Regions from separate parts of the Ovis aries genome. Here region 2 is linked to region 1. Evidence: chromatin contacts called from public Hi-C data. All regions are on one chromosome and are shown on one strand. Each heading gives the region's core, a stretch centred on a gene start, on an enhancer-like site or on the middle of the called end of the contact. The rest is flanking DNA. Distances are from core to core; before and after follow the strand shown. Region 1 holds the start of APRT (adenine phosphoribosyltransferase). Region 2 holds the start of CDH15 (cadherin 15).

Region 1 (7,024 bases), core at 2,078-4,577:
AGCCTAGGGCCGTGTGCATGCTGAGCTGTCTGCCTCAGACACGAGCCCTGCTACCCTCCTGCCGCTCTGGCCACAACCTCACAGGAGCAGTAGGGGGTCTCTTGGCCTCTCTGCAGGAGCAAGATGAGCCAAACCCGTGTGGGATGTGGGTGTGGACCGGCTGGGTGGATGGCCTGGGGTGCAGCCAGCCCGTGAGCCCCGCTCCTCACCCACCCCCACCAAACCCTGCTGGAGTTCTGAGGATGGATGTGCAGCCCAAGCTGCTGCCCTGAGCTGGGTGGAAGATGGGGGGCGAGAACTAAAGGACATTGAATGTATTCCCTGGGGGTGAGGAGTGCCAGGGGGCAGCTGGCTTTGGGGGTGGCCTGGTCACTGTGGTCCACATCGAGGGCTCACAGGGAAAGATTCGAGGCAGGGGCCAGCAGGGCCTCCCCATCCCTTGGAAGGAACACCAGGCTGGTATTCTGGCCCCTGGACTCAGCAATGGAGCAGAAGGGCCCCGTCTCAGGACCACCGAGGTCCCTCAGGTCCCAGTGGCTGACAGACCTCCACCCGGGGAAGAGCCCCCAGTGCCCCCTCCAAGCCCGTCCTGTCGTCTTGGACACGGTGCTGTCCCCACCCCAGCACACCGTCTCCAGGTAGTGGCAGTTGCCGTGTGGCTCAGAGACCAAGGGTTCTTGGTGACAGGACGGGAGATGGGGAGGGGCCAACCTGACAGTCACTGCCGCCACCTCCTGGGCGCAGCCGGAATTGCCACGGCTCCCAAGTGAGTGAACAGTGGGGGTTGGGCTCAGACTGAAGTGAGCACTGCCACCAGAGGTTCAGCGGCCCACACACATGGGCACCTGCATGTGCACGCCAGTGTGCAAAGCACTCCCCAGCCTCCACGCTCTGCTCCGCCCAGCTGCTCTGGACCAGCGGGTAGACTCTGGATTGTGTCTTCGCTCTCAGGACAAGAGCAGCTCGCAGCCCGTCTCCCTAGGGCCTCATCAGACACTCTCCCCGACCTCCAGGCGCACAGGCTGGGCCCAGAATCTGCTTTTGCGTATACCCGACCCCTTTCTCTGCCCTGCCTCAAATGTTGGGAACTGCTCCCTTTCCTAAACCTGGCTCTGCCAGGTGGCCGTGCATCCAGAGGGCCACCTGATGGTGTTCATGGCAGGGGAGACTTGAGCCACGGTTCTCACAGGCACTGATGCTCCAATTCAGACTCAGGGTCTGAGGGGGGCGAGAGTAGGTGGAGTGACTCTGAGGAGGGCACACTTCCTGTGTCGGGGGACCCGGCAAAGCCACGAAGGCTCCCTCTCAGGGATGTGAGTGTCCTGTTGCCAGGAAATCATGGCCACACAAAGCAAGTCTGCGCACGAAGGAGCAGCCGGGCAAGCCTTCAGAGGCACCAAGGCCACCACCTACATAGCTTATGGGGCGGGAGGAGTCTGTCTCACCCCCGCCACCACCACCCGGGAGCCTGCAGAGGCCATGGTGCTGGGCAGTTAGCAGACTGTCCCCTTCAGTGACAAACAGGCCCTGTTAATACCAGGTTGCCGCAGGGCAGTGTCTCCTGTGTCAGCCTCGGGCGCAGAGCTGCTGCCAGGCCAGGTGGAGATGAGACAGGTGGTTCCACACTGTGGCGTCCATCTGTTGGGGTGGGGCAGGTCACAGGCCTGGGCAGGGCATGAGTCTGGACAGTACCAAGTCTGGAAGTGCTTAGAGTAACTGCATGTCCTCTTTCTGAACTTTCATTACCTAGAACTGGGCGCCCCCAGGCTGTGAAAAGTTAGGGAAGTGCCTGACACCCCCGGAGTCTGTCCCGGAGAAGTGCTCCTGGCCCCACTAGCGACAGCCTGGGTTCAGGCCAGGCCCAAGCCCCGGGCTAGGAAAGCTCTGGCCTCAGAGACCTCGGCTGGAAGAGCACCAACTTCCTCTGCCCTGCCTGCCTGCCAGACAGACGTCGCCTGTAGCCAGCAGCGGGACCTGCCTGAGCCCAGCCCTGGAGTCTTTCACCAGCCGTCCTGGGCCACCTGACTGCTGCCTGGGGCCCACAGCGGCCCCTGAACGGGAGGCTACTCGCCTCATCTTCCCACCCTGCTCCAGCTACCTCATGGCTGCCTCGTCTAGGGCCTGAGTTCTGTCCCCGGGCCCAGAGGCGGAGATGTATCCCCTTGAGGACTGTGGTCCTGGTGTTGAGGCTGCCTGCCCATCCTGTGTTGCCCCTTGGCGCTGTGCACAGGGCTTCCCCCAGCACCTCCCCCGCGTACCCCACCCCCATGGTGCAGGGGTGTGGTGTGAACACGATGGGGGCGGCCAAGGGCCTTTCTGACCCAGAGCCTCGCTAGTCCAGTGGGGAGTGCTGATGCCAGCACCTCCCTTAGACATCTTAGACACTCGGGTTTGTCTGTGCCTCAGAGGTTCCCTGCCTGCCCTCCCTTTGTGGAGTCCAGGGTGGCAAAGCTTGAAGATAAGCCTGAGCCAGCCTGTGCATAGCTTCCAGGGGACCCACCGTACAGAGGCCTGTGGGCTGCTCCCATCGGGTGGTTTCCGCTCTGCAGACTGCCCTGCCAACTCTACTGTTAAGACTTGTGGAATGGTGAAGAAAACGGGTTTAGAATAAAGTAACAGGCATTTAGCTTTTTTAAAAAACAAATTCTGTTTAGGGGAGGTTGCCCCCTGGGTGCCATGGTCGGGGCTGGAATGGGCCAAATGCCTGGGCTTTCACCTCTGGCTCTCCTCTCCCTCAGCCCTGAGTCTTCTGAACTGCTCCCCTTCAGGCCCTGCTCCGAACCCCTTCTTGCTCCGGTCCTTAGGCACCGGGGGCTGGTGGGGATGGGGGTCCTGGGGGAAAGGCCCCCTCGTACGGTGCTGCCAGAGCTCAGCCAAGACTCACTGGGAGGGAGAGAGAGTGGGCGAGGCCGGTCGGTGCGCTCCGCCCAAGGCGTGGGGTCCTGGCCACAGCTGTGCCGAAGACCTGCGGGCACTCGGCTCGGCCGAAGTCGGGCGAGTATTTCCCCGAAACTCTGGTTGGGCCTGCGTAGACGCTGTACTCCATCAACCCAGACTCACATCTGGGCCCTGCGCAAACGTCCTCGAGGCGGGGACTCCTGTGTTCTGGGCACCAGAAACAGGCGAGCGTCTTAAAACCGACCGTACATAAGACTCGATGAAATACGGTACCTCCTGCAGGAGGAGGTGGCCCCGCTCCTTGGGGCCCCGCCCCCGACCCCCTCCCGCGCCGGAGCGGAGCGCTGAGCCTGCCCCTGGCGTCCGGCCCCGCCCCCTGGGCTCCGCTCCCACTCGGCGCAGGCGCGGAGCCGCCGAGCCGGCCCCTCGTGCCCGCGACACGCGCGGAAGTGGCGATGGCGGATTCTGAGCTGCAGCTGGTGGCGCGGCGCATCCGCAGTTTCCCCGACTTCCCCATCCCGGGCGTGCTGTTCAGGTAACGGGCGACGGGAGGGACTGACGGGGCCGCGCGGCCAGGGCTGTCGGGACGCGGTGGCCTCTGCGTGGGTCCGGCAGTCACCAGGCCTGTCCTCGCGTGCCAGGGACATTTCGCCCGTCCTGAAGGACCCCACCTCCTTCCGCGCCTCCATCAGCCTCCTGGCGAATCACCTGAAAAAGGCCCACGGCGGCAGGATCGACTACATCGCGGGCAAGTGGAGCGGCGGGCGTCCGCTGGGTCCCCGGACCCTCCCCGAGGCTCCGCGTGTCCGCCACGAGGGCGCGGTGTTACTCTGGGCAGGGCAGGCTTAGGGAGGGCGGCCGCATTCTGCTTGGGAGAGGGCTTTGGCGGGGGTGGGGGGGTGGGGGGGACCTACCGGACACCCCCAGTGAAGTTGTAAGAACAGACCCGTTGCCCTACCCCCACTTAATCCAAAGTGGGGCAATAGACCCCTTCAGCCTGGGCGGCTTCTTCGGTGGCTGCCGGCGGCGGGCTGAGGACTGGCACCCCAGTTTCCTGCCCCAGCCCTGGACAGATGGGGCTCCCAGGCTGACTTTCCCCAGGGCCAAACATGCTTGCTTGTTCTGCTGCTGCCTATAGAGCACCTGCTCTGTGCCAGGCCTTGTACCCAGTGGAGGGTTTTAGGAAAACCCAGAAGATCCGAGGGAGAAGGCAATGGCAACCCATGGGTGGAGGAGCCTGGTAGGCTGCAGTCCATGGGATTGGGAAGAGCCGGACACGTCTGAGCAACTTCACTTTCACTTTCACTCATTGGAGAAGGAAATGGCAACCCACTCCAGTGTTCTTGCCTGGAGAATCCCAGAGACGGGTGAGCCTAGTGGGCTGCCGTCTATGGGGTCTCAGAGTCGGACACGACTGAAGCGACTTAGCAGCAGCAGCAGATCCGAGAAGACCCTGTCAGGTCATGTGTCTCGAGAGCCCCATCTCTGACCCTCTCTTGACTCCTGAATACCCTGAGGGGCCACTGCTGGGCCTAGGAAATGGGAGGGGCTCTGGCTAGCAGAGGTGGTCTTTCCTTCAGAAGCCTCCCTCCCTAGCCAAAACTCCCAGGTAAGGAGGAGACCCTGAGCTCCTCCAGAAGGGCTCAGTCCGTCCCCGAGGTGGCCGGTGCTGTCACAGCCTCTCCTTCTGGACTTGAAGTTCCCAGGGCAGATGCTGAGCCATCTGCAAAGGGCATTTCAGGTACCACCAGCCAGTGGTGAGCAGCCGAATTTTGGAGAGGTCAGGTGACTTACCCCAGGCCACCAGGCTATTTCCACCACTGTGTGGAGTGGCCCCTGCCCAGCTCCTGACCTCTTGCTCTCCAGCACACAGGAGTCCTGGGATGATAGGGGAGTCTGTCAACATCCCAAAGTGGATGGGTGTTGTTGGCCTCTCACCTGGAGCCCACGAGGCCATGTGTCCTGTGTCACGATGGTTACGTGTCACTGTCCAGCCCTAACTGCGGGTACCCAATGCTGCTGTTGTACACGGCCTCCCCCAACACCCCAGGTCTCGCCGACAGGCCTAGACTCACGCGGTTTCCTGTTTGGTCCGTCCCTGGCCCAGGAGCTGGGCTTGGGCTGCATTCTCATCCGCAAGCGAGGGAAGCTGCCGGGCCCCACCGTGTGTACCTCGTATGCGTTGGAATACGGGAAGGTGAGAAGGCCGGGGGGTGCCTCTGTGGACTGTGCATTCCCAAAAGGAAAGCTGTGGGCTCCAGTGGAGCCCCCATGGTCGGAGTGGACATGGGAGCTCAGAGAGGCTGAGGAGCTGGGCCAGGCTGACACAGCCAGGAGACAGGGTGGGTTAGAACTGGGCCTAGGAGGTGGCCCTTGTTAGTCCCCCAGCTCTGTGTACCAAGGCCGTTTTCTGGGGACACTTGTAGGTCACGTCTACTTTTCTTTGCAGGCTGAACTGGAGATCCAGAGAGATGCCCTGGAACCAGGGCAGAAGGTGGTGGTTGTAGACGATCTGCTTGCCACTGGTGGTGAGGGTCTTTCCCCAGCAGAGCGGGCCTGGTGCAGGGTAGGAACAGGCTTCAGCTCGTTTCCTAGGGGCTGTCTCCATGGTCCCTTTCTTCCCCCACCAGGAACCATGTGCGCAGCCTGTGAGTTGCTGGGCCAGCTGCAGGCTGAGGTGCTGGAGTGTGTAAGCCTGGTGGAGCTGACCTCACTGAAGGGCAGGGAGAAGCTGGGGGCTGTGCCCTTCTTCTCCCTCCTGCAGTACGAGTGACCCCAGCCCCAAGCCACCTGGAAGAGAGGACCAGCATGGGCAGATGCAGGAACCCCCAGTGGCCACCAGGGGGCACTGGCTGCCCACCTGGACTTGCTCTGTGTCTGTGACTGAGTGACTTTCTTCAGGGTGGGGCTGCCTCTGAGGCCCTGCTGAGGCTCTGGAAGCCCCATGGCCTGGAGCTGCCAGCTGGTTGACAATGGAATGAGAATAAACAACTTTCTAGAGCAGTCTCCTTCCCACTGACAGGGTGAAAGGGCCCACTAGGCAGGCCGGGCACTTTCTGATGTTAGTGTTCGGTGGTTCTCAAGACCCGTGAGCTGTCTGCACGCACAGGGGCACCCCAACTTGCCTTCCCCTGTTGCTGTAACTCATCACACAAACATGCTGACTTCCAACAACTTTATCTGACAGTCTAGAGACCAAATACAAGATCCAGGGAGTGGGTGGGCATGGCTGCTTCCTCCTGGAGCCTCCAGGGAGACTCAATCTCAGATTCTCCATCAGCCTGCCTCTGTGGGGAACATGTGTGATACCGGGTCCTCCAGGAGCCCCTGTGGGTCCCAGAGAGGGTAACTCTGGCCATCACGCTACCCTCCCCCACCCCCCCTTTTCCCTGCATCCTGTATACAAAGCAGGGGGCCTCCACCAGAGACCCTCTAGCTCAGCAGCCCAAGCCCAGGCCAGCCTGGCCCTCATGAGACTCAGGACAGGGAGAGCAAAGTGCATCATTTTCTGAAAGGGAGTAAGACGCCCAGCACATGTCCACCAGGCTCACAGGGTCTCCTCTGCACGGGCCAGGCGGGCCAGCTGTTCCATGACACCTGCCAGGTCGGCGGCCTTGTCCAGCTTGACGTAGGTGTCCGTGCGGATGCGGTGGAGACTGAGCCAGTCAGGCAGCAGCTCAGAGAGGAGCTGCAGGTGCTTCTCCATCTCCCCTGCAGAGAGGGGAGTGTGAGGCTGGGCACCAGGACCCTGTCGAGCCTCCCATAACAAGACAGGAAAAGATGCCGCAGCGACCTCGCAGCCTCGCCCAGCAGCTCACACTCCCACGGAGACCCCACCATGGGCTGCCCTGCCTTGAGAGAACAGGCAAGTCCCATGGGGCCTCAGGAGGTGAGCCCAGGTGTACGGTGCCCACCCTCACTCCGCACTCACCGGGGCTCATGGCTGCTCGGTAGCTGCCCACCATCCTGGCACAGGCCACCTCCATGGTAAGCGCCGGCTTGCGCTCTGACACAAACACGCCGCGCAGCACCCGAGCCAGTTCAGGCAGCCGCTCAAGCCGCTGCAGCCGCTGCTCCTGCTCCGGGCGCCGTGTCATCTGTGCCAGCTGCTTCTGCGCCTCTTTGG
Region 2 (7,024 bases), core at 1,978-4,477, 240 kb before region 1:
CCAGTTCACCCCAGACCTACTGAGCTGGGAATCCAGGCAGGCACGGGGCTGAGAGGTAGGACTGGGAGACTGGGACCGGGCTCCACCCCACCTCTCAGAGGGTCTGCGTGTGGGGTGGCGTTGGGGTCCCTGGTGGATCCATCCCTACCATCGACTGTACAGAAGTAAAACAGTGCCAGAGCCCCAGAGGGGCAGTCAGCTGCCCTTGACCTCCGCTGGGGTCCATCCTGCCCGGGGGCCTGGAGGCAGCCCATAGAGCTCTTTGCTGTCTTCACCAACCCTCGGGTTCAGAACAAAGAATTACGAGGCAGGCTGTCTCCCAGGGGCCCGGGGAAAAGAGTTGGACACTCTTCTGTGCTGGGTAGAGACGCTGGTGACCAGGGCAGCCAGTGGGACAGCAGGGAGAGCCTGCTTCAGCTCCCGGCCCTGTGGCCTCCAGAGGCCCCTGTGAGTGGTGAGCAGGGGACCCCCATGTGTCTTGGCTGACAGACAGGTGTTTTCAATCTCCCTGCCCGGTGCAATCAGAGGCCGACACGGACAGTGGAAGGGGTTCTGGGGCTCTGCTGAGTCACGTGGCCTCTGGGAGGAAACCTCAGCCATGCTCCCGGGGGCTCTGCAGACTCTGAAGACCCCCTGGCAACAGGAAAGTCCTGGTACAGGGCAGCCCCACAGCAGACACACGGTCTCCTCCAGAACAGGCCAGGGGATCAGCCCCACATCAGCGTGACAGTAAGCAGGGCTGCAGGGAGGGAAGCTGAGGTGCCGCCCTAGCACCGTGGGCGGGACAGCGGGGAGCATGGTGCTTGCCCCAGTGGGGGTGGGGGGAACAGCTGTCCTCTGCCTCACCATCCTGTCCCTCCACTGAGGCCTGCAACAGCTGGAGGGAGGCTCAAGGGAGAACCACAGGGCCTCTGGGCCAGGCGGACAGCTGGCTCCATTCCTGGCATGCCTGATGCCTGCCAGGCCGTCCAGGAACGGGGTGGCCTGGATTCCAGCCGAGGAGGTGGGGGGAAGGGGCTCAGGCCTGGGAAGCTTGCGGGGGAAACCAGACTGGGAACGTTTTGCCCACAATGTACCACGGCCTCTCCCTGGCCCAGGCAAACCGCACCCACATGACCCAAAGCTCCAGGCCTCCACCTGGTCCCTAGAATTTGAGGAACCCAGGCTTGGAAGTGATGTTGGAGGGGTGTCCCCACACACAAGTGCAAGGTCACTGGAGCTGGGGGCCCCTTCCAGCAGTGTGTGGGTTGGCTCCGAACTATCTGCTCCCTACCCGCAGGCGGGGCAGGGTCCCGGGGTGGGGTCCCAGTATGGACCCAGTTACTGGGGACACTATGGGCACAGAGGAGGGACTGACAGAGGCCGGCTCTGAAGAGACACATGCGAAGCCCCCTGGCTGAGATTTCAGGGGACACAGGCAGGGGGAAGGTGAGCCTCCGTCAAGCCCACCAAGCTGGCAATGGGTACACAGAGTCTGGTCAACAGGCCCTACCCCAGGGGCCCACCCCAGACAGCCCTGCTCAGGGCCTCCTGGAGGGGAAGGAAGGTGTGTCCAGGAAGTGGCCACAGGACCCCTATGGCTGGATAGGAAGGGACAAAAGTCTGAAAGCTGAGCTGGGTTGGGGAGGGCTGGTCCAGGGGACGCTCCCCTCGTTTGGGTGCTGATCTGAGCTGGGCTGAGTGCAGGAACGTGAGCAGCCAGGCTCGCTGACTGGTCCACCCCCCACTCCCGCCCCCCGAGAATCCTTGCAGTCCCAGCTGTCTGGGAGGGGGTGCATTCTAGCCCTGCGGGAGGGGAGAGGAATCTGAGCTCTCCTCCCCTCCCCTGGGACCTGGTCTGAGGATGATACCCTCAGTCTCGAAGGAGTGGGTCCCTGGGAACCAGGGGCTGGAACGCTGTTTCTGGAGCGAGTAGAGCCTTCTGGAGCGTGTGGGGCATCTGGGCCTCGCTTGGGAGGAGCAGAGAGCCCATTGCACCCAATGAGCTCCTAGCAGGGGGTTGAGGGGCGCAGGTCGTGGGCAGCTGGGCTGTGCTGGGCAGAGGGTGATCATGGCCTCTCTGAGCTAGCTAGACACAACAGTGGGGAGTGGGGAGCATGGTCTACAGGGGGTGGGGGTGTCAGTGAAAGGGCCCAAAGGCAGGCGTGGAGGTGGCTGGAGCTGTGGGGCTGGAGGCCTGAGGGGCCAGCCGCTGGAGGGTCCAGATGACAGGCACTTAGCTGCCAGGGGCTGAAACCCAAGCTGGCACACCGGAACTGTGGGAGGGTCTGTGGGGATGAGAGGGGAAGCCCTGGTGGGTGTGGAAGTGTAACAACAAGCAACGGGTCCTAAGCATGGCTCATCGCCCCCGTGATCATCACCTGTCCAGTCTAAGAGGCCCGAGGCCATCCCCTCTGGCCTCACCAATGGCACTGGCTCACACACGGCACTCCTGGGCCCAGCCCAGTGCCTGCCCATTAGCTAAGGGGTTTGAGGATGTGGTCGAATCTAAGGGTGCCCATGTGCAGAGTGGGGGCTCTGTGCTTCCCCCCACCTGCTGGCTCCCAGGCTGCAGAGACCTCAGGGTGTGGGGGTTGGGGGGCTGGCAGGAAGTGTGGAGGCAGAGGCTATGTGTGCTGGGACCTGTCTCTACTGGGCATGGGGCTCCCCAGGGAGAATGGGTTTCTGGAGGGCAGAGCTGCCCCATCCAGCTAGGCGGGTCAGCTGCCAACTCATGGGGGGTCGACATGGCCGGAACCTGGCCTCCAGGCTTTCCAGCCAGGGGTGCTCCTGATGCCCCCTCTCCCCATGCACCCCATAAGACTGAATACCCCCCGACTCTAGGGCTGAGGCCAGCACCTCCAGCGTGAGGGTGGCCTTCTGGGTCCTCTCTCCTGGCAGTCCCTGAACTTGGCTCCCCGTCCTGTCCACTGGGGGCGGTTACACTACTCTCCCCCAGGGGCACAGAGCCCTGGACAGAGCTGCCCCACCCAGAGCCTACCCCGGGCCCCTCAGCTCACAGCCGCCCACGGGAGCCCAGAGCCAGCGGTCCCGGAGGCCGGGCTGCCCCACTCTGAGACGCGGCGCTTAGCACAGGGGCCAGCGACCCCCGCGCGGCGCCCGGCCTTACCTGGGCCAGCAGCCCGAGGGCGAGGAGGAGCGCGGCGTCCATGGGCCGGTAGCAGGCGGCGGGCAGAGTGTCGGGCAGCGGGAGCGGCGCCTTCTGCTGGGACAGGACCCGGCTGAGTGACAGCACAAGTGTACTGGCGAAGGAGTGACAGCACGTGTGCGGGGGCGGGGCGGGGCGGGGCCTGCGGCTGAGTGACAGCACGTGTCCAGGGCGGAGCCGAAAGCTGGGCTCTGGGTCAGGCGGTGGAGAGGATGCCTGTCAGAAAGGCTGCGAACATTCTCCCTCACACTGAGCACCTTCGTGCTCCTGCCTCAGGGCCTTTGCACTGGCCATGTCTTTACCCAGACTGCCGTCAGGCTCCAGTCCCAAGGCAAGGCGCTTGGCGCCTTGAGGGCCCGATCACTTTTGCCGTGTTCATATAGTGTTCCCGCTGTGGGTGGAGCTCCTCAGGGCGGGTTGACCCTTGCTGCCCCCTACGGATAGCATACAGGAAAGAGAGCCCAGCCCTGCCTGCTGCCTCCTTTCCTTCCTCGTCGGTTGGAAACGCCTGGGTGGAAGGGGCAGGCTGTCTCTCCCCTCCCAGCCCCTACCTCCTGGTGTGTCGCTCAGAACCAGGGAGGGCAAGGGGTAAGGAGGTAGGGGGTGCCCTGCGGACCTCGAGCAGGGGAGTGAGGAGTGTCCTGTGTGGGAGCTGGTCTCCGTGGCAGAAGCAGGCATGGGGCCTCTGCCCTCCTCTCTAGATTGAGCAGGTGCAGCACCATCTGTGCCTGTAGCCTGCTTGGAAGGAGGCCAGGCTGCCGGGGTGCGGCGGGGGCTCCGGCAGTGACTGTATCCCTGGCACTCAGGGCTCCAAGGTGGGGGTGGAGGGTGGGAGTCCCTTCCATCTGCAGGCTCCGAGGCCCTGATGCTAAATAGTTCCTGGAGGCCACCATCCTGCCTCTGAGGTCAGGGACCCCAAACCTGGATGGAGGAGCCCTCTGAATGTTTTTGAGTTTCTGCCCCCATAGGTGAGGTAGAAGGGGGTAAGGGGGGCGCTGAGTGCCCAAGTCCCCTGATTACCCTCAGGCACCCTCTCCTCTCACTAGTCCATCCCTGCTCTGCGCCATCTGTCTCTTCAACAACCTCTGGGGATGGGGGCTCCAGGGGGAGGATGAGCTGGACCTGGTCCGGGGTTGGGGGGTGGCCCAAGAGATGCAGGAGCCTGGGGCCCAGTCCAACTTTGGCCCTTGCACAGGAAGTTCTCTCCACTGACCGCTTGTATCTGAGCCTCGAGGGCCTATCCAGCACTGGTCCACCCCAGGGTGCCAGGGCTAGCTGGCCTTTTTCCCAGTGGACTCAAGGCTACTGACCCTCTGGGCATCCCCTCTCCTCAACTCTGCAGGCCCCAGGCTGCCAACCCCAGGGTTTAACCCTTCACCACCAGCAGACCCTCTCTGGGGTCCTGTGTCAATGCCGGGGGGGCCTGAGGCATGGGTGTCCTCACCCATGGGACCCCCTTCCCTGGGTGGTCTCCCCTGATTCTGGTGGGGCTTGGGCACCTGTGAACTGGGAGGAGGGCAGAGGCTCCACTAGGGGGAGCCTTGGGGGAGGGGGTGTGGGAGGTGGGGGGTCAAACCTTGGGAGGTTCATCCACCTGTTTAGGGATTTGCAGCTTTCTCTTGATAAAACAGAGGCAATGAGGCTTTCAGCAGGGAAGTGAAGCTCCTATAACTTTCAAAAATTATGTAGTTATATCAATAATAATGTAATGATAGTGCAACAAGGATTATTATTACGTGTAAAAGAATAAAACAGTGAGGTTATAGAGTTGTTTCAGCTGCTAAGTTTACAGTAACTTTCTGGCAATGTAGTCGGGTGTGTAACTGGGCCGCACGGCTGGTGTTCAGTGGGCATTTGTTTGCTGGGCTCCCTGGGATAACTTCATGCCCCCACCCTCGGCCCAGTCTGCCCAGGGCTCCATGGTGCACATGCCCATCCTGCAAGAGAGGGTCAACTAGGGTCGTGCGGCAAGGGGACAGATGGCCAGGTGACTAGCTCCTGGGGCTGCACAGAGCGGTGCCCACCCACCCACTCAGGGTTCAGTCTCTGTGTCCAGAATGGGGACACAGAGGGGAGGGAGAATGCCTGGGGGTTCAAGAGAATTGGACAGAAAGGAGGTGACCTGGACACCAGGCACTGACCTGGGAGAGGACAGGTTCCTTGTGGACATGAACGGAGTGCCTGTGGTCATCCAGGTGGAGGTGCCCAGGGGCAGCTGTTGGTAACAACCGTCAAGGGCAGTGTTGCTCCGGGGGGGCCAGGCGCTGATCTCACCCCACCGTGGCTGGCCCCTCTGGGGCCCCATTTTACCAGGCAAGGACCCAGAGGCCAAGGTGACACAGCCAATCCTGGTGGGGTCTGGGAAGGAGCCCAGGCAACAGGCTGCAAGGTCCTCGCCCCTTTCAAGTTCAAGCCTGGTCTGGAGGCTGGGTGGAGGCAGACACTCCCTCTGCTCTTCCTCCCTCCCTGTCTCCCCACCCCAACCCTCCCACTGTGCAGTTTCCCATGCCAGGCCCCTTCCAGGCTCTGGGGCATCAGCTGTCACAAGGCTGCCCTCCCTAGGAAGTTAGGCACCAACAGATCCCAATGTGGTGAGGCAGCATGAGTGTTGCGGGAGGCGGGGGGCGGTCTTCAGTGGAGCCAGGCAAACAGTGGGGCAGATCTGGGAGGGCCCTGAACCGCTGCCACGGCCAGGATACAGCAGTGGGGCCCTGCAGTGGGCTTCCTGTCCCTTAAATGGGGCCCAGGGTCAGAGATGACAGCGGGGTGGGCTGGAGCGTGGGGAGCGCAGGGTGTCACTACGCCGTCCAGACTGTGCGCACCCCCTGGCGGCCACACCACAGCCAGGCATGGCCTCCCAGGACCACACAGGTATGAGTGTCCGCAGGCATGTTTGGGGGGGGGGGCCTTGCCTATTCTGGAGCCCAGTCACGGTTCCCAAACACACATTGAATGGTCATTCTCAAACTGTTTCTAAAGTCTTGGGTCCATAGAAGACTTTGGACAAACAAATTGGACAGAGACAGAAGACAGAGCAGGAGCTGGGGGTACTGGCAGCTCCCACTGGCCCTACAGCCCTGAGAAAATGGGAGCCGGGCTAGAGGCCCTGGGGCAGCAGGCTCTGTCCCAGCCATCTCCAGGGCTGTCTCTGAGTTTCAAATTACCCCCGCCCCAACCCCCCACCCCCCAGCTTCTGGGACCAGGGTCCTTCCTGCCCAGCAGCCCTGACACAAGGGATGAAGGGTCCCAGCAGGTACTAGAGCACGAGGAGAGCAGGGATCCCTCCTCTATCTATCCCTGCTATGCCCAGAAACACCAGCAGAGGGCAGTGTGGCTCCAGGTAAGGTGGAGGCGGTTGTCTGGTCCTCCCTGAAGGGGCCGGCCTTGAGTCTGGGGGGCATGGCCTCTGCCAAGTGGCATCTTCAAGGACCGAGCCAGGCTGCCCCGCCAGAATCCCAAGCTCCTGAGGCCAGCCTGAGCCTCAGGCCACAGCAAGGACCTGCAAGGTCCAGGGCAGCAGGCCCGGCCACACTGACGCAGTGCAGGACAGGCCAGAGAACAGAGGTCTCTGGGCTCAAATGGTCAAGCTTGAAAGCAATTCGTAAACATAACTGGCACCCCCAGAGGGTGGCTCTCATGGAAAAACCCACTCCAGTAAAAACCTTGACCAAGTGGGCAGGGCCAGGGCACCCCTGCACCCTCAGACTCCAGGGCAGGAGTGCACTCCTCTGTCCTGCTCACTCAGAGGCCTCAGTGAGCCTGTGTCCTGCACGCACGTCATGTCACAGCCCTCACAAGCCACGTCCTGTGCATGTCATGTGCACCTGGGGCCAGCCTGGGTTGGAGAGGGTCCTCGTCTGGAAGAAACCGGGGGGA

What was found. Hi-C and Micro-C count contacts between places; a contact is called where the count stands out from the background.
Region 2: a contact with region 1 is called in a Hi-C map of tail adipose tissue, with 9 times the contacts expected there. The contact joins the promoter of CDH15 here to the promoter of APRT in region 1. A contact is called at or near these places in 10 of 16 Hi-C or Micro-C datasets (blood, hypothalamus, mixed tissues and 4 more).

What each region holds. Positions count from the first base shown.
Region 1 is chr14:13,557,049-13,564,072 of ARS-UI_Ramb_v3.0, reverse strand. APRT (adenine phosphoribosyltransferase) reads left to right here and starts at 3,327. Exons shown (of 5, transcript XM_015100161.3): 1 at 3,327-3,433; 2 at 3,540-3,646; 3 at 4,962-5,095; 4 at 5,348-5,426; 5 at 5,529-5,901. The coding sequence starts at 3,354. The coding sequence ends at 5,671. It overlaps GALNS (galactosamine (N-acetyl)-6-sulfatase), which reads left to right. Exons shown (of 13, transcript XM_060397911.1): 13 at 1,751-2,626. The coding sequence ends at 1,837. CDT1 (chromatin licensing and DNA replication factor 1) reads right to left here. Exons shown (of 10, transcript XM_027977741.3): 9 at 6,830-7,024; 10 at 6,060-6,609. The coding sequence ends at 6,446.
Region 2 is chr14:13,799,503-13,806,526 of ARS-UI_Ramb_v3.0, reverse strand. It overlaps CDH15 (cadherin 15), which reads right to left and starts at 3,227. Exons shown (of 12, transcript XM_060398286.1): 1 at 3,110-3,227. The coding sequence starts at 3,151.